2 separate regions of the Danio rerio genome follow, and region 2 is linked to region 1. Evidence: chromatin contacts called from public HiChIP or PLAC-seq data. All regions are on one chromosome and are shown on one strand. Each heading gives the region's core, a stretch centred on a gene start, on an enhancer-like site or on the middle of the called end of the contact. The rest is flanking DNA. Distances are from core to core; before and after follow the strand shown. Region 1 holds the start of mtnr1c (melatonin receptor 1C). Region 2 holds the start of vma21 (vacuolar ATPase assembly factor VMA21).

Region 1 (4,414 bases), core at 1,875-4,374:
AATGCTTCTCCTGAGCCCATTTAATTAGTCAAATATGCTATATATTATCATTTTGATGGACATTTATGGAATAAAATATTACAGCTATATATTTTGTGTCTTTTAATTTACTCAAATTATTTTTCTGGCTCAAAATGAGGCAGAGGTGGAATCCTGATGATTACATTTTTGCTCCATGAAACAAACACATTTTGCATGATTCTGGTAATATTTTCAGGTAAAACATACCTTATTTAAGAAAAAAGTCTCAAATTAAATGTAATAAAATACATAAGCAGTTCACTTGGGCTCTGTCGATAGTCATGACTTCCTGACAACAGCTGGGGTAGTACAAAATTTGATAGAGGTGGCTACCTTGTAATTTATCATGACATAATTTATATCAACTATTCATGTTATGTTTATTCATGTGTTTAAAGTGTACCGTGAACAACTGGCTAAATAAATACACATGAGCAAACTGCCCTTCCCCCACTAGCAAAAAATGGCTACTAAGAATAAAATTGAACAACAGCAAACACAAAAATCACACCTCAGCTATGGCACAGTGTGCAATCATGCATGCGTCTAAAAGGCATGAAAAAGCCAGTGCCATGTCCTGATCCTGCTGTCTCTGTCCCCAGTGATTTCCAGTCTCTCGCAACTTGTTCTGTGCTTAAAGGCATGAACAGCACATAAATAAACATTAAGAGAGAAAAAAAAAATCACCAAAACTGCACCAGCAGCTCACGTGCCTCTCTTTTCGAATGCATTCCCACCTATATAACACACAAGAATCAGATCTTACAGAATTTTCCAAAAAACAACATTCAAAATTCTGACACGTCCCTATTGAGGTGGAATCAGCTGAGCGTGAATGCAATGAGTTATGAGTCTGGGGTTCGTCCATCCCAGTCATGACAACCAACAAAGCTGGATCTCCCTTCTTAATACATCCACTCCAGCAGCTCATGGCTAAGGGCAGGCTTGGAAAATACCGCATGATCTGAGGCGGTGGGATTTCGACACGCTGCCAGTACAGTTGTGAGCAGCTGCAGCGATCGGAATGGTCTGATGAAAGGAATATACACAAAAAACAACGCCAGCCACACTGGAGCATGTCCTCTCCATAAGATCAATGCACATTTCCTAATTCCCTTTTGTGGACCCCAATATAGATAATCAACCACTGTGTTCTAATACTGAGAAATGCTCGTCTCCCAGATTGCTTCAAACGTGTGTAAACAGCCCACTGTGGTCGGATGATGGCACTTCAGCTCTAATAAGATGTTCACAGAAGATCCCTTTCATGCTTCTGTCTCCTCTGCTCATATCATCTTCATACCAACAGGCGAGTAGGACTTAATCAAGTGGAATAGCTGAAACTGATAAACATATCTATCCCTCGCAGGCAAAGCTCTGCTCCTTCGCTCTCACATATATAAGATTACATGCAATACAGAAGGAAATCAGATAATGTAGCAAGCAACAGGTTCTTTAACATATCCTGTACACAAAGAGGTCAGAAAGTCTCAGGACATACCAACAAGCCAGGATGTAAAATCTAACTGGCAAGAAAGTGAAAGATTTAGATGTTATACAATGAATTACAATGATTCTGAACTATTTTTAGTCAAATAATCAAATTTGGAACATGTGAACTCCTCTGAAAAAAAGGTCAGATTTTCCAGCACCGAAAAACAAGATGCCCTTTGGAATATCTTCAAAATACACTGCTTGACATGGATTATTAAGATTTTTTTAATCATTGCTCTTTTCAATTAAGCCTTACACTTAAAGTGTTAGTATGTTTATGAAAATTTAATTTATAATTAAAGGATCTTATAGATTTACGAAGCATTTTCGGTAAAGCTCCCAGACTTTTAGACTCCACTGTATATGAGAGACATTGTGTTTTATAATTTGACTGTATTGTAATGGTCTCACATATCTGGCAACTGTTCCTTCATCGCTCAGCCTGCAGTATAAAATAAAGCCCTGTAAACTGAGTTGTTTGCTTACGTGCTTCTGTTGAAGCGATCATGCCTTGGGTTACATTCTCCTGACAGGTCTTTGCACATCAAAAAAACGTGGGTTATTATGATATTTAACATCTTATATCTTGTTTTGTTACACAATACAAAAAAGACAGCCATGTTTTGCCGGTGTCTTATGTAACTCCGGGGAAGAGGGAGCATCAAAACATAGAGCACAGGGAAGCATGTTGCATAGGTGTTGATTTAGCATATAAGACCTGCTTCTTCTCAGTTTCCAACATTGCAATGAACTACCTATATGAACTATATATATATTTACAGAGACCAGTTATCAATTATCTGTATTAATATTTTAAAGTGTTTATGTGTGCTTGAGTAAAATGTCATATAAAATGTTTTATTCTGTAAACTACTGATAATATTTCTTCCCAATTTGAAATAAAAATATATGACGTGCTGGCAAATATAAATACATGCATGTTTGTGTGTGTGTGATCTATGATCTATGCCAAACTGACAACAACAGCTGTTAACAAGCGAAAGACAATCTGCTTACATGTAAGTGTTTTTAAATTCTTAGCATACTATATCTTTAAACAATTACTACATATTGTAATAAAAACATCTATAAAACCTCTATAAAATTATAAGATGTTTGCCTGTCATTACAGTACACAGTTATCTCTCCCAGGAGGACTTCACACCTGCATTCCTCAGTTTCTTGTTCCTGTAGACGGACAAGATGACCAGCAGATTTCCAACGATATCAGCCACGGTGGTGAAGATCAACACGCCGGCGAGGGTGGCCGCGACCCCGGGAGACGTGCTCCTGGCGGTGAGACAGTTGTTTCCCTGGGATAAACTATCCAGACAGCTTAAGTTCGCCTTTGTCATCGCCATTCTTATGGAGCAGTGTAACGACACATTAAAGTTTCCCCTTTGCTCCACTCTTCAAGAAAAAACGGCAAAGTTGCCGCGAACAGGTATAGTCGTGCACCTTCCCGAAAACAAATCCAATCCATTCCACTTACAAAATGTCACTGTACTCATAGAAAATCCGTTTTCATGCAACTTCCAGCGCACGATAAATTAGCCTATGCCACAGTGGATTTCCCAGTAGCTCCCATTAAATTCAATGAATGTTTGGTAGTCGGTGCATTGTCAGCCCCACAGTTATCTGGACTGTCACCTCGGATCACAGTGAGTCACACACACACACTCCGGGCTGTTGCTCAAACGCCACACTCATCTCAGCGGCAACATTGGCGACGGTCTGCGTCGCATCCCCGGAGCCCGGAGCCTCTCGGTCTCAAGCGCGCAGTCAACTGTTCAGAGCCAGTCCGGCAGCGACTATAACGAGTTGAGGATTCTAGCCCTCCGCGTCTGCGAATATCTCAAACTGAGACTTTGTTCTTTAAAAGCGTGAGTTTAAAACATAGTGTAAGCGAATGGTGTCCTATGTTTTCTTAAAATGTTTAAGCAGAAAACATACATTAGCTACAGTCCGTCGGAGCGCATTTTCATCTGGAGCTTTAAAAAAAACTAACGAACTAAAGTCGCGACTCCAAGTAACCATAGCAACAGTGTTCAGCTCAAACGCTTCTTCTTCCAGTCAGGACCTGTAGGCTATGTATCATCCATCGAAACCTTTTCTTCTTCGTCTTAACTGAGCAGTTTATTTGCCTTAAAGGGAAAAAAAGAGTTTTGGAGTGGTCGATTTACAAATAAATAAATATATCAGTAATTATTTTGAGTGAGTATACAGCCAGAGATGGTCTGAGTTGAGATGGAAGGGTCCTCGGTTCTACAGAAAAGGGTATGTAATGACCCACGTGGGTGTGCCTCTATATTATCCAATCACATTACTTTGCAGTATACTCTGATTCACCTTTAGTGGACTTTGAAGTGTATTCACATGGTATCTGCTTAAGTTGTGATGTATGGAACAGCTCGTTGTCTATACCTACAGCAAGATATTTTTGGCTTTCATTGTTTGATAGTAACTTATTTATTGGGTTAAGGCTTGGAAGTTGACTAGTAAGTTTTGCATATATAACAAAATTAAAGAAGTGTCGTAGAAAATACTCCATAGAATCTATCCTGCTAAACATGTCTTGGAAAGATTTAAACTTAATATTTTATATGTGTGTGAATTTTGAGAAAAAGAAACAGTTTTGCATCTTTTTTTATTGTATTTACTCAATAATATTTAGGAAAGATTTTGAATTGCTTATTAAAAAAATGGAGTATAAAATAGAAATTATTTTATTTCATGTACTGTTTTATTCTGATAATGAGAACATATTTTTAATTCGTTTATGCTGTTTGGAAAATACCATATACACAAGAAAAAGTGGGCTCAATGTAAACCAAACCTTTCCCATTTTGTAAATGACTTCATATCATATGTAAATCTATTAGAACAATCACAACAAAAA
Region 2 (4,641 bases), core at 378-2,877, 47 kb before region 1:
TAAAATTTGTAAAATTGTGAAATGTTGTTGCTCTATAAAATAACGTTCAAAACTATTCATGATTTATTTGTGATTTAAAGAGGAATTTTCAGCTTCATCACTCCAATCTTCAGTCAAATGATCCTTCAGAAATCACTTTAATATTAATTTTATTATTATTTATTTGTATTATTAATGTTATTAATGATAATAGTAATAAAAGTGATAATGATTGGAGTAATCATTTAATTTTAAAACTACATACAATAAATAATAAATGAATATTTATATACACACACACACACACACACACACACACACACAGTATATATAAAACAATATATCGCTCCCTTATACAGAAATCTGAAATGGCAATATATGAACATAAATAAAATAATTTCTAATTCATTTGACTGTGAAAGTAGCAGATAAATCTTGCTCCGGAGCAGGCTAGCAGCAATGAACAAACTGCTGTAGTAACCTAATTTGGCCTGTTTTCATGCAACTGATTGAGGGCCAAATTTAACCAGGATAGCTTGAAAATCAAAGCTTCATCCCCTCAACTATTGCTTTTGTGCAATACTAACTGTTCAATGTGCAATAATGTTTTAAGATACCAAAGCAACAATGACTGATTAAAGAAAAAACTGCCTTTACAGTAGCTAAAACCTGGTGCAAACTAAACTGAACATGAACCAGCTACAATAGCTAGCTAGCTGATTGAGCTTCACTTTTTTTTTCTTTTTTTTTTTTGTATAGATAGGCTAATTTACTTATCAAGCTAATTTGATAACAGATTGTAGCAATGACATTAGATCACCTAAATATAATGTGCCTGTTTTTGAAACTGGTTGAGTTTGTCTTGAGAGTTGGCAGCAGAGGAAATGTCATTCCACTCGAATGTGCCTCACTAACACCATCACAACCTCCTGACAAATTTAATATACTGACTTGCAATGCAGCACGGCACAGATATTTAGCAATGGGCTGTGATGTGGACAGTATAAATATACAGTACTGAGCACAATGGAGCCAATAATAATGAGATCATCAGAGTTGTTATAAATATTTAAATAACGTTAGGTAAATACATGGCTGATCTGCCTTTAAAGCGAAATACCTTCAAAGAGAAGGGACTTTGATGTAAAATACAGTCCGATGGGTAGAGTTATCATCAGAATAGTGAAAAACAGTAGAGTCTTGAGCACAGAGACAAGAGACCCGTCATTCCTGAATGAAGAAAGAGGAAGAAAGAGGACATGGAGAGATTAGTCTAAGTACGACTGGAAATCTGAATATTAAACGAAATCAAGTGTACTATCATGTACACTTCATGTTAAATATGTGTAAAGGTGTCTAGTTGATTTGAATCCGCTAAATTTCATGTGTTTATTGATTGTGATTTTGATACGAGGTCACGTGCAGTTTGAGCAGAATTAACTTATGTGAAATAGGCATACGATGCAGGTTATCTTACCCTCTGAAATCAGGCATGGCTCCGGGCACTGAGCCCACCTCTTTCTTGTCGTAATTTTGCATTTTGTGTTTTTTTTCATCGACCAAAATAAGAAAACCGTTGGAACTCAATCCCTTGTTATTCAGTGCTGCGACATCTTGAATTATTCGCGCTTCCGGGTCTTTGTCACATGATCTGTATGGTCATGACAGCAGTAGTGTCTGTCAGTGTTTGCGCATGTCCGCTAGAGGGCGCCGCTCGAGCAGTGCAGGCGGCGAACTGATTAAAGACTCTCAGAACCTTATAATGTTCTGGATCTCATACACGACTGGATATTGTCTTCATATGAACAGTTTGATATTCAGTTCATATCACCTTTCACAGTAAGTATTAGCATACTATTTTATTATTGTACATTTAAACAGAGAGAGAGAGAGAGATAGAGAGAGCACCACGAAGTAGCCTAAAGTATGTCCTACTTAAAAAGATACAAACGTGCACTGGATTGTGGGTGATTTTCAAACATTTACAGTAACTTACTGCATATCAGACATTTGCAGTATAATACTGTATTCAAAGTAATCTGCTGCTGTAGTTGAAGACAAAGAAAACATGCTCATTTTATTCAATAGTTAGCACTAAAACTGTTTTTGTACTGCTAGTGTTAAATGTAAGCACATTACAGTAAAAGTTCAGTACAAGTTGTCATACTTTAAAATGTAAATGTGGTAAAGGACAGATAGATTATAGGTCTAGTAAGTACCTGTAGATGATGACAACGATATGGTGGCTCAGTGGTTAGCACTGTCGTCTCACAGCAAGAGAGTTGCTGGTTCGAGTCCCGACTGGACCAGTTGGCATTTTTGTGTGGTGTTTGCTCCCCGTTTTCATGTGGGTTTCCTCTGTGTGCTCCAGTTTCCCCCACAATCCAAAGAGATGCGCTGTAGGTGAACTGCATAAGCTAAATTGGCCATATCGAGTGTGTGTGTGTGAATGTGAGAGTGCATGGGTATTTCCCAGTGCTGGGTTGCAGCTGATAGGGTATCTGCTATGTAAAACATATGCTGGATATATTGGTGGGTAATTCTGCTGTGGCGACCCCTGATGAGTACAGGGACTAAGCCAAAGGAGAATAATTGAATGAATGAAGTATGTAGATGATGACCTCATTTCCTTCTGTAATTTCTAGAAATATGAGATTTTTGTCTCTCTTCCCTCTTAATTAACAGAAAGCCTGGGATGGTTGTCAAATATTTTACTACATTTTATTTGAAGATATATTGGACTTTATTTTTGTAGGACACAATTATTTTAATTGAAGACATTTTTGATCTTAGAGCCAACATGAAAAAACACATCTTGAGAAAAAAGGACTGAATTTGGGTGACTAGGTTTTTAATTGGATTGTCCACTTAAAACTAATTCTGTTGTGTTATTTCTTTTTCTTTCTTTTCTATTTTTTTTCCAATTTTCTAAAGCAAAATAAATACGAACACAAACATATTTTATTGTATGAAATATATCAAACTTTTTTATCATCAATCTAAAAAAGAAAATCTATTTTAAAAGCAAAGTTTTGTCATTACTGGAAGGGCATCCGCTGTGTAAAACATATGCGGGAATAGTTGGCGGTTCATTCCGCAGTGGCGACCTCTGATAAGTAAGGACTAAGCCGAAGGAAAATGAATGAATGAATGAAAAGCAAATATGTCTCAATAGGTTTTATTATTTTGAACTGAGACTAAAGTAAAAAAAATACAGTAATAATTTAATTAATAGAAATAAATAAACTGGAACAGTGGAAAATCTCTTTGTACATTTTGCTTTATATATATATATATATATATATATATATATATATATATATATATATATATATATATATATATATATATATATATATATATATATATATATATATGACATTTCCCAAATAAAATTGAATTATATTTTCCATCTTCTGTAAAACATTTCCAACAATCACATTATAACATGCAAACACTTGTTTTTTTTTTTTGCAATAAAAAAAGCAAATAACTTATCACGTTTCCATTTCATGACATCACAGTGAAAACACATTTTTTCCTTTGCCTATAATCTGCATAAAATAAAAGCAATTACATTTTCCCACTGACGGAAAGGCCACCAAAGGTAAAGTCCAGAAGAGAATCAATTATAAGTTGAATCATTTTTTTAAGAAGGCCAATTAACTTAATTTTGAAGAAATACAACAAATGAGTTTGAATGTTCTTTGTGAAATATATTTCATCCAAAATATGAACTTAATTAGCATTACAGGCACTACATTTTGCTGTCTTTAACACCATTGACTGAAATCTGTACAACATTTATATTTGTTTTTAATCATGTCCATTCAAGTAAGTGAAATAGTAGGCTTATATCTTAAAATAATACAACTCATATGTATCTTTAACCACCTATCCAAACGCAGTTTGTCAAAATATTGCAAGCTTTACTGCTTTTTAAGTCATTCTCTATATGATTTAACAGCTTCCTCATTCTTATTCAGAAAGAAAAATGTATTCAGAAATACATAAACTGTCCAATCCATGTCATTGGAGTGTTGACAGTATGGCTGTACTCAGGCGGCAGTTTTAGTGTTTTGGGGGCCCTAAGCAATTCCAGCCATGCATGGGGCCCAAAAGTTCTAAAATACACCTTTTGTACTTTAATTAATTAATACTCAATCACTCCAAAGCATCTTGTGAAACATTTTAAACTAAAAATTATATATAAAGTATTTAAAACTAAATATTTTCCTAATTTGACTGCTGGACTACTCCATTATTGAGTGGGAGACACATTTGCACAGATGTAATAAAAATTTTTTTTAGTCCCTCATCATAAAAAGAATGATAGAAAAGGATGTTATATATTATTTATAGGTATAATTTATACTTCTAGGTATTTATTTGTGGGCCCTTAGATTTCCTGGGGCCCTAAGCAGCCGCTTATCTTCCTCATTGGTTAAATCCGCCCCTGGCTGTAGTTACAGGTAACTGACCAAATCTTGACGTAAATGGAAACCTTCTATACCAGGGGTGTCCAAACTTGGTCCTGGAGGGCCGGTGTCCTGCATAGTTGAGCTCCAGCTTCCTTCAGCACACCTCCCTGGAATTTACTAGTATACCTAGCTTGATTAGTTGGTTCAGGTGTGTTTAAATGGGGTTACAACTAAAATATGC

Evidence for each region. HiChIP or PLAC-seq counts read pairs in DNA pulled down with a chosen protein or histone mark.
Region 2: an H3K4me3 HiChIP or PLAC-seq map of gastrula embryo shows a contact between it and region 1, with 4 times the contacts expected there. The contact joins the promoter of vma21 here to the promoter of mtnr1c in region 1. A contact is called at or near these places in 1 of 18 Hi-C or Micro-C datasets (caudal fin) and 2 of 4 datasets of contacts at active chromatin or transcription factors (embryo and gastrula embryo).

The regions. Positions count from the first base shown.
Region 1 is chr5:23,330,375-23,334,788 of GRCz12tu, reverse strand. mtnr1c (melatonin receptor 1C) reads right to left here and starts at 3,124. Exons shown (of 2, transcript NM_001161484.1): 1 at 2,681-3,124. The coding sequence starts at 2,876.
Region 2 is chr5:23,375,608-23,380,248 of GRCz12tu, reverse strand. vma21 (vacuolar ATPase assembly factor VMA21) reads right to left here and starts at 1,627. Exons shown (of 3, transcript NM_001202424.1): 1 at 1,457-1,627; 2 at 1,100-1,209. The coding sequence starts at 1,518.